Regions from separate parts of the Sus scrofa genome. Here region 1 is linked to region 2. Evidence: chromatin contacts called from public HiChIP or PLAC-seq data. All regions are on one chromosome and are shown on one strand. The core of a region is the stretch at or near the end of the contact, and the rest is flanking DNA. Distances in the headings are between cores, read along the strand shown. Region 1 holds the start of SARAF (store-operated calcium entry-associated regulatory factor). Region 2 holds the start of GSR (glutathione reductase, mitochondrial).

Region 1 (7,524 bases), core at 3,922-6,421, 550 kb before region 2:
ATCAATAACAAAGAAAGGAAAACTGAGCTATAGCTATAAAACATATGAAACATATATGTTTATATATGTCCATATTAAATCTATGGTAATACAGACAGTAACACAGGATTAGGAAATTGATCACCATGTGCACAATATATAAAAGTTAACCCTTGATGGTTAGAAACTTACCATAAAACACACAACAAATTAAAAATACTGAAAGGAGGCACAACAGTATGTTTATGATCATGGGATGGAAAAGACCTTAAGATATCAAAAGCAAGACTGACCAGCAAGATAATGACTTCAGTTGACAAGTCATGTTCAATCTATGAAAATCCAAGAATCCATAATAATATTCAGAGAGAGAGACAAAAACTCACTTGTCTACACTAAAAGTAGCTACCAATTACCTCCTTACTTTGAAAATTGGTAATAAAAGATTTAAAATTAAATGTTTATCCTGACTTTCCAGCCAGAACTATAATCTGAAATAGCCTCAGCTGAGAGGGAAAATCTCAACTTCACTAAAGAATACCAGCCAATAAATGCAGAAGAAATGACAGAATTAGAAAAATCATCATTTTATCAACCCCTAAAAACTGATTCAGATATAAGGATTAATTAGTTTTAAAATAATTGAATGGATATTGGTATGATGCCAAGTAACACCACAGAGTGCCTTCTAGTAGTTTGAGAGGGGAAAAATGTAACCACAAGAGAGAAACAAAGCCATTTTATTTCAGCAGTCAACCTTAGCATTGCTAACAGTAGAACAGCATCAATCTGATAAAACACCATCTCTTATGATGTAATCCCCAAAAGTACTGAATATGAATCTAATCAATCTTCTGGAGCTAACTTTCAGTTTTTTACAACTACAGGGAGGAAAAAAATAAGCTAAAACAATGCCATGAGAAAACAGAATAAAGAAAGTAGGATATTCAGAAGGGCAACTGGCCCAATCCTGACAGCAGAGTAATAGCATAAAAAAGGGACAGTTCTACATTTTAATAAGACTTAAGGGCTAATTCAATCAGATGCATTGCATAGTCCTGGCCTGGGGCCTGGTTTTAACAAACTAGCTCAAACGTTTTAAGGACAACTGCGATATCTGAATATGGAATGAGTAATTGGTCAATATTAAGGAATTGGGGGGAGTTCCCGTCGTGGCGCAGTGGTTAACGAATCCGACTAGGAACCATGAGGTTGCGGGTTCAGTCCCTGCCCTTGCTCAGTGGGTTAACGATCCTGCGTTGCCGAGAGCTGTGGTGTAGGTTGCAGACGCGGCTGGCTTGGATCCCACGTTGCTGTGGCCCTGGCGTAGGCCGGTGGCTACAGCTCCGATTCGACCCCTAGCCTGGGAACCTCCATATGCCGCGGGAGCGGCCCAAGAAATAGCAACAACAAAAGACAAGACAAAAAAAAAAAAAAAAAAAAAAGAAATTGGGATTAATTTTGCTAGGTGTAATGTTATTTTTATTATGTGGGGAAAAGTTTGTTTAAAAAAAAGGTTTAGGAGTTCCTGCCCTGGCGCAGTGGAAACGAATCCAACTAGGAACCATGAGGTTGTAGGTTCGATCCCTGGCCTCACTCAGTGGGTTAAGGATCCAGCACTGCCATGAGCTGTGGTGCAGGTCGCAGATCCCACACTGCTATTGCTGTGGCTGTGGCACAGTCCAGCATCTATAGCTCTGATTCGACCTCTGGCCTGGGAATCTCCATATGCCTAGGGTGCAGCCCTAAAAAGACAAAAAACAAAAAAAGAGAGAGTTGAAAGAAAGAATATAAGATTAATAACTTTCCATCATAACTGAAAATATTTTCCCCAGAATCCCTCCACTACACCAATTAGAATGACATGGCATCAAGGGATTCTAGTAAAATGAGTATTTGGCTTTTCTAGTATTTACACAGAGGTAGACAAGGAGAAGAAAGTAGAGAACAGCTTCTGAGTACTCATCCAGCAGTATCTCTTATGCTTCATACAAACAGTAGAAGAAATAACATTTTATTTAGAATTGCTGGACCTACAAAATCCAAGAGAACTTCCCAAAAGACAACCCTGTCATAATACAATTTGATAAAACAGCTGGATATTTTATCAATTACCAAGTCAACAACTTTATCTATACCTGTGATATCCAATTACATGAAATTGTAAAGGCCTATCTCAAATTAGTGACAAACTACACACATACATAAAATATCTAGAAATAAACTTAAAGTCAATATGTGACATATATAAGAAAATATACATACAATAAAACCTAAATAAATTTAATGCACTTCCAAACAGGAGCCCAGCTGGGCTCTTTTGGAACTGGAAAGGAATTATGTTCAAGGTTAACATCTATAAATACCCAAAAATTTCTTGAGAAAGAATACATTGCTTAAGTAAGCAAATAAGATATATTATATAGCACAGCAAAGTAGAGACATTACTTTGTAATAACTTTAAATGGAGTATAATCTATAAAAATATCAAATCACTACACCTTAAACTAATACAATATTGTAAGTTAACTATAAATTCAATTTAAAAAATGCACTGTTTTTATAGTCAATTAAAACAGAATGCATTGCTCTACCAGATAATGAAGCTTACTATAAAATTAGAATAATCAAAATAATACAGAATCATAACAAAAACAGGCAAGTGAACTGTGAAACAAAAGTCTAGAAATAAATCTAGATATGTGTGGGAATTCAATATAAGATAAAGTGGGCTTTCTAGAGTTCCCGTAATGGCTCAGTGGTTAACGAATCTGACTAGGAACCATGAGGTTGCGGGTTCGATCCCTGGTCTCGCTCAGTGAGTTAAGGATCCGGCGTTGCCCTGAACTGTGGTGTAGACTGCAGACGCTGCTCGGATCTGGCGTTGCTGTGGCTCTGCCGTAGGCAGGTGGTTACAGCTCCGATTAGACCTCTAGCCCGGGAACCTCCACATGCCGAGGGTGCGGCCCTAGAAAAGACAGAAAGACAAAAAAAAAAAAAAAAAAAAAGATATAGTGGGCTTTTTAATTTAGTGGGAAAGGAAGTCTTCTTCAATAAATGGTTTGGGCATAACTGAGTAAATAGCTAAAGGAAAATCCACCTAAAGCTATATAAAAACTTAATTCCACATGGGCCAAAGATCTAAATTTTCAAGAAACATATTAGAATGCCTTCATGATATAGTTCCTCAAAAGAAATTTAAGGTGGAGTAGAATTTATAAAAACTAATTGAGTTTACACTGCAAAATATTTTGGTGCCTTTTGTTCCAGAAGAGTAGTTTTATAGTGTAGGTAGACTAAGAACTACCAGGAAATGGTTCACCATTAATTTAAATATGGTTCCTTTTTTTTTTTATTATTCCCCTGACTCTTCATCTATAAATTTCCTTTTTTTATTTAAGAACTGATTGAGGGAGTTCCCACTGTGGCTCATCCAGTTAAGAACCCAACTAGTATCCATGAGGATGTGGTTTGATCCCTGGCCTCACTCAATGGGTTAAAGATCTGGCTGGCATTGCTGCAAGCTGCAGCGTAGGTGGTAGATGTGGCTCAATTGCGGTTGTGGCATAGGCAACTGAGTTGCTGTGATTGTGGCATAGGCCAACAGCTGCAGCTCCAAATGACCTGTAGCCCAGGAACTTGCAAATGCTGCAGGTGCAGCCCTAAAAAAAAAAAAATAAAAAAAAAGAAAGAAAGAAAGAAAAGAACTGATTGAGGGTTCAACTACTTAATGTTTTAATCTAGTTTCTAAACTATAATTCTGATCAAAGTCCTATTTACATGAAACTTTCTAGGAATACATTAGGAAAATTATACCGACATCATTTAAATCCAACTTGACTTTTCATTTATTAGTAATAAAACATCCACATCAAAGGAGTACTCAAAGTCAAGTACTTACAAATAGTGCCTTCTCTCTCATTTTAACATTTAAGAATAAAATAAGAAACTACAGAAAAATCTGTTAAGTTCAAAAACACAGGCATTTCCTCTCACCAAGTCATGATTGCAACATTAGTACACATTCCATACCTCAACATCTTTCCTTTCCAAACCAAAAATGATGTTTTCATAGTTTAAGTCATTTTTTTACATCACTCCTATTTAAAGCATACATCATTTATTAAATGGAAATCTGTATTATGTGTACATACATACACACACAATATTAATTACACGGAATACTATCGATCCCATAAAAATTTGTTAGACAAGTCTAATAACATAGTGATATAAAAGAAACTTTTCCCTAGAAATCACTTACCGTGTACCATCACACACACAAAATTTTTTTTTAATTCAATGGGAAAAGCTGGTGTAACGCAATGTACTTTGCTGTAATAGAATAAACAGCACAACTTGTGCTCAGGTAAACAGTACAGTTTATGATTCTGCTAACCGACTTCCAAGGTTTGCAGCCCTGTTCACTAAGTGTGACTCAGAGATTGCCGGTGCCATGGCAACTCTCAGGTGTAGCAACAGGCAGCCAAGAGAACAGCCATGACATCAGACACTCTTGACAACAAAACAAGAGGCGCAGGTGAGGGACGAGATTTCCAGCCAGACTCAGGGGATGAGGGGTGTAGCCCGAGGAAGGAAAAGGTGGGCAAATTCTAGGAATCCAGGGAAGGGAGATGGGAACATTAATTACATTAGATCGTCCCGCCCCGCCCCGCCCCGCCCACTCCCCAACAGTCTACACTTGTCTGGGAAGAGCAAAAGATCCAGGCAGGACAGAGATGAACAGCGAAGAGGATGGAAATGAGCAAATAGGGTAGAAGGGATATGGTCCCCAGCCGGGGTCCTCTCAGCGCCTGCCGAAGAGAGCAAGAGGAGGGAGTGAGGGCAGCACTCACCAGGGTCGTTCCAGCCCCGGGTAGGGCCCGCGATCAGCAGAAGCAAAAGGAGACCGAAGAAAGGGCAGCATCTGGTCGCTTTCGGCCCGCCGGCCGCCGCCATGGCGCTTGGTGAAGATGGCGCGCAGCTGCGGGGTGCTCGCGGGCCAGAACACCAGGCTGCGGAAATCCGCGAGGCCCTACGCAACGAAACTGCAGCTCGGGCCGCGGAGAGAAGACGATCTCTCCGTAGACCCGCAGCCTCAAGGAAGGTCGGTGCGCCTGTCTAACGTCACTGCCGCTGAGGCGCGTGGGGGAACAGGAATGGTCGAAGCTTGGCCCCGCCCCAGGGGCTCAGAGCCGCTGAGGGCGGTGGTGGGGGCAGGGTGGTGGTGGGGGCGGGGCGGGCCGCGTTAAGGGCGGAGCCAAGGGCGAGAAGCAGGGCCTGGGGGCGGGGCCGCGGGCCGGCCTCCTGCGGATTCACGGTGAAGGTGCTGTGGTTGAAGAGAGTGAAACCATCGCAAAGCAAAAGCTAATGTAGTTAAGTGATGTATTTACAAAACCTCAATAACCTTCCAGAGGAAAGTTACTGTGCCTTAATCAACTTTATGGCTTCAGCACTTAGCATAATTCGTGTTCTATTAGTTTGCTAAATACATAGGAGATTTAAAGAGAGAGAGCGTGGAAATATATTGTCTAGTTTCAGAAGCTCAGAACTTTTATACATTTCCTCCAACGTGGAGGCAGTGGGAATTTACAAGATATGAGGAGTAAAAACTAACACCTAAAGAAAGAACCAGCCAGACAAAACTGTTCTAAGAATGCGTAAGAATTATCTTTGAGGTCTGACATGTCTGGGGGAGAATTCCTTCATTCATTACTTCAACAAATACAGGATGAATGCCTAGTATGTGTCAGGTGCTATTTTAGGCTGGAGGCGACACCATCCTTGAACTCATGGAGCTTACATTGAGGAGAAATAGGACAAACAAATTACATACTAAGTTAGTAAATGAAGATGAAGTGATAAGTGCACTGATGGAAATAAAATAAGATGATACAAAGAGACTGGGAGACAATCAGGGAGGACCTTGCTGAGGAAGTGATTTTGAAGCTTTGAGACCTGAATGATGGGAGAATATACAGATCAGGGGAAGAGGTTTCTCCACCTGAGGAACAGTGGATGCAAAAGCCCTAGCTTTGTGTTTTGAGGAACACCGTTCACTAATTTGATGAGTATCTTAATATATTTAGTACCTACCACTACCTAACAGTACCTGCAGGCACTGTTCTAGGCACTGGAGATTCTGCAATGAATGAAACAAAATGTAGTGGTTGGAAGAGGCAAACAAAGCCAGTACAACTGAGGCAAAGTAAACTTGGAGAAACGTGGAACAAGAGAAGGCGTAACAGTGGTGGCTTGGAGTGGGACTGAAATAAAGATAACCACATGTCAGGTTCAAGGTAACTGTCAAGACCCAAGCAGATGTCAAATAGACACTTGGATATACAAGTCTGGACTTCAAGGTAAGGTAAACTATGCAGTTGTTATCAAAATAAAAATAGTATTTAGTGCTACAGGAAGAGATACAATACATAGGATCCGGCATTGCTGCAGCTGAGGCATAAGCATAGGTCACAATTGCAGCTTGGATTCAATCTCCGGCCCAGGAACTTCTGTATGCCATGGGTGCGGCTGGTGCGTGGGGGGGGGGGGGGGGGGATTACAGCTTTACAAAACTGTGGAGAGTATTAAATCAGATAAATGTTTATAGCAGCTGCTCAATAAACAATAGCTCTCTTCCTCTCACCCTCATCCTATCTTTGCAAATTGAGGTGGGAAGATAAGCCATCTGAAAGAAAAGTTTTGAAACTTTGAAAGGTAACACTGATTAACTATTATATAAGAATATTTAGAGAACATTCAAAGGATGTAACATTAATGCTTAGATTCACTTGGAAAACTAATGAAGAAAAATTCCTGACATTCTTTCTCAGACACTTACTATCAAGCTTTAATATGCATAGGACTCCTTTGGGATGCTGGCTACAGCTCCGATTAGACCCCTAGCCCAGGAACCTCCATATGCTGAGGGAGCGGCCCTAGAAAAGGCAAAGACAAAAAATCAAAAAAACTTGAGATTCCTGTGCTCTGCCCACAAAAGTTCTGATTCAGAGGTCTGGAGTGGGAGTTCCCATTGTGGTGCAGTGGAAACAAATCTGACTAGGAACCATAATGGCTGCAGGTTCAATCCCTGGCCTCGCTCAGTGGGTTAAGGATCTGGTGTTGCCATGAGCTGTAGTATAGTTCGAAGTTGTGGCTCGGATCCCATGTTGCTGTGGCTGTGGCGTAGGCTGGCAGCTACAGGTTCGATTATACCCCTAGCTTGGGAAACTCCACATGCCTCGGATGCAGCCCTAAAAAGCAAAATAAATAAATAAATAAAAGGTCTGGAGTAAGACCCAGGAATTTGCATTTTGAGGAAGCATCCAAAGACTTCTGTTGTAGTTGGTCTTTGAAATATAACATTTAGAAATATTGTTTTTAAGGTCTCAACTGACTCTAGACAACATTTGTAGGCCAAAAAGTAGTCCTTAAGGCAGTGAGTGTTTTGTTTTGTTTTGCTTTTTGCTAAAACACTGTGGATCTAGTGGAAAAAGTCAAAAGAGCATCATCACTTAGAATTTCTTCATGATTAGGAATGCAAAA
Region 2 (7,658 bases), core at 4,098-6,597:
TTGGCATAAGGATTATTTTGAGGTTAAGACAATGAAGAAACAGCAGACACAAGAGGAACGCTGCTCCACCTCTTTCTGCCTAAAAGCAAAACTGACCTGTATAACTGTAGGTTCACCAGATTTACCCTAATGTTTCCAGAAGGTTAAAGTCTTTGCATAGTTCCCACTTCCCATGAAGCTGCCACTGCTATGTTTGGCTCATGTAAACCAGAATAAGAATGGGGCTCTTTAAAAATACACAGGCTGGAAGTTCCCTTCATGGCTCAGGAACCCGACTAGGATCCATGAGGATGCAGGTTCTATCCCAGGCATCACTCAGTGGGTTAAGGATCCTATGTTGCTGTGAACTGTGGTGTAGGTCACAGACGCAGCTAGGATCCTGTGTTTCTGTGGCCGTGGCATAGGCCAGCAGCTGTAGCTCTGATCCCACCGCTAGCCTAGGAACCTCCATATGCCACAGATGCAGCCCTAAAGAGCAAAAAATAAAAAAAATTAAAATACACCTGTTGGGGCTTCCCTCCAGATCTGCTAAACACGTGGCAAATTCTAAACCAAGTGTTTTTACTTTTTTTGGCCACACCCACAGCATGTGGAAATCCTGAGCCAGAGATCAAACCCACACCACAGCAGCAACTCAAGCTGCTGGAGTGACAACACCAGATGTTGAACCCGCTGTGCCACAAGAGAACTCCCTAAACAGAGTGTTTTTAAAGTAAATGATGTCTTGTTCCTAAGAGGCAGGAGTAAGAAGGTTCCTACACTGCAGTTGAGAATAATGCTTAACAATGTTCATTAAGTTATAAATTATCCCACACAACTACACCAAGCTATGGTTTCTGATGGCTGGGTGGCTAATTCCATAGGTTATTCTACTCCTGGTTTGTTTTCAACCACATTTTTTTTCCTTTGTCTTTTTTAGGGCCGAATCCTCAGCTTATGGGGGTTCCCAAGCTAGGGGTCAAATCGGAGCTGCAGCCACCGGCCTACACCACAGCCACACCAACTCAGGATCCAAGCCGTGTCTGTGACCTATACCACAGCTCACAGCAATGCAAGATCCTAACCCACTGAGCAAGGCCAGGGATCAAACCCTCGAATTCATGGATAACAGTCAGGTTTGTTAACCACTGAGCCACGATGGAACTCCTGTTTTCAACCACATTTTAGTTGCCACTCAATTTGTTCCTTGGTAAAAATGAGGGTCCTGGGTTAGAACAAACACTGCCTAAATTTCTGTAAGGATCTGAATCCGATCCTTAATGAAATGAAAGCAATGGGGCCCATGCAGTGTTTCATAATGCTAAGTATTTGATTTAAGGAATTGTCCTTTACTTCAAATTATAAGCTTCCTACTTTTTAGTCAAAGAAAAATTCTTGATAAAAATGATAGTGACAGAAGAATTTTTCAACAGTCATAACTCTAGAGACGTTAATTCAGCAAGCTTACGTTAGTGCACCCTATTAAAAAGAAACAAAACAAAACTATAATCAGATTGGATTAGTAGATCTCCAAAAATCACTTCCAACCCTATCACTGCTTGAGTCTAAACTTGCATGGAGAAAGGCTAAAAACAAAAACTTGTAATTTTCTTATTCGTTAAAAACACCGCATGGAAAATTGAGAAACTACAGATAACAAGTACAATGTAAGCTCCATGAAGATGGGGGTTTTTATCTGCTTTGTTTGCTGCAGTGACCCCATCATCTACGAATATACCTATATAGGAATTCCCATTGTGGCTGAGTAGGTTAAGAACCCAACACAGTCTCAGTGAGGATTCAGGTTCAAGCCCTGGCCTGGCTCAGCAGATTAAGGATTTGGTGTTGCCATAAGCTGGCATAGGTCACAGATGCAGCTTGGATCTGGTGTTGCCATGGTTGTGGTGTAGGCTGGAAGCTGCAGCTCTGATTCAGCCCCTAGCCTGGGAACTTACGTATGCCATAGGTGCAGCTGTAAAAAGGAAAAAACAGAAAAATTTTGAAAATAAATTAAAATGTACCTATATACCTGGCATATTAATGAGTGAGCAAATAATAGTAAAACAATTAAAAACAAAACATAACCCCACTCCCTGGAAATAACCACTGCTACCAGAAGGCTTTAATTTGAAACTTCCATGTAAATTCATTCACGACAACTTAAAAAACTTATCAAGATTTACAATCAACATATTTTATCTAGGGAAAAAAAATTGATTGGAGTCAATAGTAAAGAAACTTCTGTTTGACTTTCCCAAGGACTCTCTCAAGACTATCATGATGATAAAACCACTTTTACTGTGTCACTCACCTGTCCCAAACAATTCCGCAGTTCACTGTGCTTCCAGAAACTCTCCATTTTGACTACTACCTGGCTATTGGCTTCCATCCCTCATAGGAGACTCCCTCTGTGCCAATCAAATTGAATTACACGATATGCCCTGTCTCTGTGCCTCTGCCCCTGATGTTCCCTGTCAAAAAAGTGATATTCATCCAGCTCAAGTTCATAAAGATACCATCTCCTTCATCAGCCATCTAATATGGCCAGACAGAAGTGATAGTTATAATTCTTCTCTCAATGACAGTAATTCGTTATTATCCACAGCAATTAATACAGACTGCCCCACTCTGGGGTTGACTGTCTACATTCTGTTCTCCCATCATGTTATAAATTTCCTGAGGGAAGGGATCTTAGTCTTACAAATGTTGATATCTACCCTCTCCTCTCTGCCAGCCCCAATCCAAACACTTAGCATTTAGAGAATTAAGGACACAAACTAATGAAGTGCTTTGTTCAGAATGCCTCAAGTGTCCCCATACCTGCTTAGAAATCTCTGCACATAAGAAGTTTATTATCACACCAGTGGACAGCCCAGATAACTAGAAACCTGGAACAAATCTCAACTCAGGTCTTATCAATTAGTTATATCTTCTGATATTCAACGCATACCACGCCCTTCCTCGCAGTTCAAAACCAAAATGGAGTTGAAGAGCCCAAATGGAATGTCATAAAAATGTTAGAGGATTTTCCCCAAGAGATCAATGTTTACTAAAAAATAAAAGTTGCTGCAGCAGAATGAGATAAGCAAGACCATGCACTATAAGGAAGCAGGAAATGGCTGATTCTCCTGAGCTTTTCTTTGCCCGCACTCTCCTCTGGGAAGCAGTTTATCTCATAATGTTAACGTATTCACATTTCTAGCAGGAACCTAAGAACAGGGTGAACCCCTTCTTGACTAGTATCAGTGGAACTAGGCAATGACCATGGATGCCACAAACTGATTATGACATACATGGGGAAGGAGGAAAACAGAGGAAAGTAGAGAGGGACAAAGACAAGAGGTTGTCAAGTGATCTCACCAGTTGTGGGGGGTGGGGCACACTTAGTGGTATCCCTCCACCTGCCTTCTGCAGAGACAGACTTCTAAGAGTCTGTCTAAAGTGTCAAGGTGTTAAGTTGATAATTAACAGTCTTTTCTTTCCTCGTTCCTACTTTCATTTTGAACTTAAAAACCGAGCACTGGACACTAGAGTCAGCCCTTTCACAGCTGTTAATTGTGAGCTTAATTCACATACGGTTACAGAGTAAGGTCTTTGTTAAGTGGTAAGAGATTGCAAACATATGAACATGTCTGCCCTTAAGGGGACATGTAGTGTAATTTAAGCATCCACCCCCACAGGAACGCATCCCCAGTGCCAGGTTACTTTTGTATACAATATTTTAATATTAACAGAGCAAGTACCTCACCCAACTCTTATGATATAAAAGGCCACACCAATAACTTGGGAACGAAACCTGTTCTTTAAATGAAAAGTTTATCAACTGCAGGATTTACAACCCTCTTTTTTGGGGGGTGGGGGATAATTTTAAAATCTCCCCTCCAACGAGACAGGACAAACAAAAGATCTGAGAACTCCTTTAATAGTATATCCTAAATCAATGCAGCCTGTAATCAGTGGTTCTCAACCTTAATTGCAATTCAGAATCACCCTAGGCCGAGGCTACCCACAGGCAGAACTTTTTCAACTCCTCAGGTGATCCGAATGTGCAGCCGAAAGTGTGAACCGCTGCTGTAAATCATTCTGCCCTTGAAAATGAAAGGAGAGGACCGCAAGTCAATGACATAGGCTCCATCCTCCCTTTCCCCCCTTCCCAGAGACGCAGGCAAGCTGCAGTTATCCAGGTGCAGTTTTGGGTTCATAGATTTGGTAATGAGATAGAGCATGGACTACAATACCCTTCCGCCTTGAGGACTGAGGATGCAGGAAAGTTACGTTAGATTTAACCACCTCCTGCCAGCGTTATTATTGCACCTGCGCTGGAACAGGCGCAGGCTTAGCTTCGGGGGCCGCGGAAAAAAAACTGTACACTTCTCTCATCTAAACTTGCTGGGATCCCGCCTCTGACTCGGGTGGGAAAGCGGAAAGGGCAGCGCCAGAGCTCACTAGGAAGGAGCACAGAACGTTTCTGCAGAGAGAGGAGGAAAGAAAGCGGGGCCTCGGGCGCGGTGCTGCAGGGGCCGAGGCGCAAGGAGCAGCACCAGGAGCAGCACCGGGAGAGCGCGGGTACTCACGCAAGTGCCGCCCAGCTTGTGGCTCTCCACCACCGCGGCCCGAGCGCCCAGCTCCGCCGCCCGGCGCGCGCTGGCCAGCCCGCCGGAGCCGCCCCCGATCACCAGGTAGTCGAAGGAGGTCGCGACGCTGCGGGCTGGGGGCCAGCACTGTGGCTGCGACTCCTGCCTGCTCGCCATGGCTCGGGGGAAGACGCTGGCGGGTCGGGTTGGAGGCGGCGCGAAGCGGGAGAAGGCGCGCGCCGCCTGCCGCCAGCTGGGGCCCGCGCTAGCGCTCAGGGTCCAGACCAGCAGGGCCATGCACGCGGAAGTGTGCGCCGCGGGGGTGCGGCCCGGGGGCGGGCCCCGGGGAAGAAGGGGGGCCGCGCGGGCACCCGGCCGGCGCAGCCTCACGGTGACTAAGCACCCGACCCGAGCGAAGGGGGAGGGGGAACGGGGTGGGGGCGGGGCTCGCTGACCGAGGCTTGGCGGGACTGGGGTGGGCAGGCGCGGAGGGGCGGTGTTGCCCGCCCCCCGTGCCCCTGGGTGCAAACCAGCCCGCTCTGCCCCAAATGGGGGTCACCTTTCCTGGATCTCTCCGCCTGGGTCTTCACCCCAGCACGAGTCCGCGAGCCCGAGTGGCATCAGCCGGATGTTGGTTTCTGAAGTCCCAAGGGGCCAAGGAGGATGAACACCTTCTTTTGTTCCCCCAGCCTTTTCTGAGCGGGCCCCTTGGGAGATGCCAGGGGCGACGAATTCTCAGGGAAGGGAGATTTGTCCACCATCGTTTTTGAGGGCGCTGTTTCTCACGGTTTGAGCAACAGACCACCTGAACCCTGGGTCTTAACCCGGATCTACTAAATCGGAAGCTCTAGGTCAGGACCTCAGCAATCTACATTTTAAACACCCCTTCTTTCCAGCTCTCAGGTGAGTTCTAAACATACTCTGTGAGACATTGGGACAGAAGTTTTTGTGATCCATGGATGAAGCATAAAGATAACAAACGTAGAGATAGAGACACAAAGAGTTCCCCCTATAGCGCAACCGGATGGGCGGCGTCTTGCGAGCCCAGGGACGAAGGTTTGATCTCTGGCCCAGAGCAGTGGGTTAAGGATCCCATGTTTCCCTGCAGCGTAAGTCACCAATGCGACTCAGATCTGATCCCTGGCCCCGGGAACCCCATTATGCCACTGGGCAGACAAAAAAGAAAAAAACACCCAGCACTTTGCTCCCAAACTGTCGAGACTGGGATGTCATTTTACAGTGTTTGGACTACCAGTTGGTAGTTGTAAATGAAGTTGGAGCCGTCAATGAAGTAGTAAGTAAATAAATCTGTGTGGCCTGAGCCTATCACCCACAAGGCTGAGAGCACTGCAGTCAGAGGACTGAAAGTTCAGGTTGAATCACAGAGAAGCTAGGCCCAGCACCCTGAAGAGGAGTGGGAACTAAGTACTCTCCAGTTAGAATGGTATCCAGTTATTTTAAGGTGTTTTGTTTTGTTTTTTTCCTGATTAAAATGTAATGGAGGGAGTTCCCGTTGTGGCTCAGCAAGTTATGGATCTTTCCTTCTCTCTGTGAGGATGTGGGTTTGATCCCTGACCTGGCTCAATGGATTAAGCAGCCAGTGTTGCTGCAGTAAGTCAGAGATGCCACTCCAGTATTGCAGGGGCTGTGGCATAGGCGTCGGCTGCAGTGACAGTTCAAACCCTAACCTCAGGTGCAGCCCTAAAAAGAAAAAAAAATGTAATAGAGGGAAAGGAAGGAAAGTTCCTCCTTCCACCAGGCTGCCACATAATAAATGTACACAAAACAACAGAGTTAGAAAAATCCCATTTTAGGAGTTCCCATTGTGGCTCCAAGGGTTAAGACCCTACATAGTGTCCATGAGGTTCAGTCCCTGGCCTTACTCAGTGGGTTAAAGATTGGCATTGCTGCAAGCTGCAGCATAGGTTGCAGATTCTGCTCAGATCTGGCATGGCTGTGGCGTAGGCTAGCAGCTGCAGCTCCAATTTGACCCCTAGCCCGGGAACTTCCATATGCTGCAGGTGCAGCCCTAAAAAGAAAAGGAAAGAAGAAAAAAAATCACCATTTTACAGCTGTCATAGTTATCATTGTGTCATTAGATATCAGTGAATATTAAAACCACTGGATGCAAGTTTGACGAGGGAAGGTGTATTTACACAATCAGAATATGTCCCCACAGATTGCTTATTAATCACGAAAGGGAAAATGGTGACTTTACAGTGGGCCAGATACCACCTTATACAAGTGATCAAAATTGAGCATTGCCAGTCATGAGACAGCCGTCATTGTGTGCCTGGTGATGTGTGACAGAGTTAGCAGTACACAATTTATGTGATATTCCTGCTAGAAATCCATAACCTGAATCTTATCTTGAGTTAGCACTCAGAAAAGGACACATTGAGGGAAATTTTACAAATAACTAGCTTATACTCTTCAAAAGCTGTCAATGTCTTAAAAACAAAGGTTATGGAATTTTTCCAGGCTAAAAATGTTGAAGAATTATGAGGACTAAGGGCAAGGTTTGATCCTGGATGGGATTCTAGATTGGGGAAATTTTCATATAAAGGATGATTGGTGACATTTGAATATGACTTGTATAATATGTCATGATACTACAACAGTGTTAAGTTTCTGGGCTTGAGAACTGTACTGTGGTTAAAAGAAATTACACACATGTATTTAGGAGTAAAGAGTCTGAGTCAGAGTAGCTTGGTTTCATATCCCCCCACAGGCACTGTCATAGTCACATAATCCCTCTGAGAGTTAGTTTCTTCTTGCAGGAAGTAGGAAGGCTGACAAAAAGGAGATGGTCATATCAAAATAGGGGAGGAATGAGCTAGCAGTAACTGGAAGTAGTAAGTAGTAAGCAGAGTGGTGCCGATTGGCTGGATGGTAGGCAGCTCGAAGAGGGTAGTGGGAGATGGGTGGAGTCCTGGAAAGCCTTGCTAGTAACCAGGCTAAGGCATTTAGACCTTACTCCATGGGCAATAAGGAGTCTCTGGAGATTTTTCAGAGATGTCTTTCTCTGGAATTAGATGAAATGGATTGAAAATAGTGAAACAGGCAGTGTAGGAGGCAAAGGTAATAGATGGCAGTATTGAGAAC

The links. HiChIP or PLAC-seq counts read pairs in DNA pulled down with a chosen protein or histone mark.
Region 1: a contact with region 2 is called in an H3K27ac HiChIP or PLAC-seq map of alveolar macrophages. The contact joins the promoter of SARAF here to the promoter of GSR in region 2. A contact is called at or near these places in 2 of 5 promoter capture datasets (fetal liver and liver), 1 of 47 Hi-C or Micro-C datasets (heart right ventricle) and 1 of 2 datasets of contacts at active chromatin or transcription factors (alveolar macrophages).

Annotation. Positions count from the first base shown.
Region 1 is chr15:54,931,637-54,939,160 of Sscrofa11.1, reverse strand. It overlaps SARAF (store-operated calcium entry-associated regulatory factor), which reads right to left and starts at 5,171. Exons shown (of 6, transcript XM_001924775.4): 1 at 4,836-5,171. The coding sequence starts at 4,938.
Region 2 is chr15:54,380,253-54,387,910 of Sscrofa11.1, reverse strand. It overlaps GSR (glutathione reductase, mitochondrial), which reads right to left and starts at 5,347. Exons shown (of 13, transcript XM_003483635.4): 1 at 4,554-5,347. The coding sequence starts at 4,850.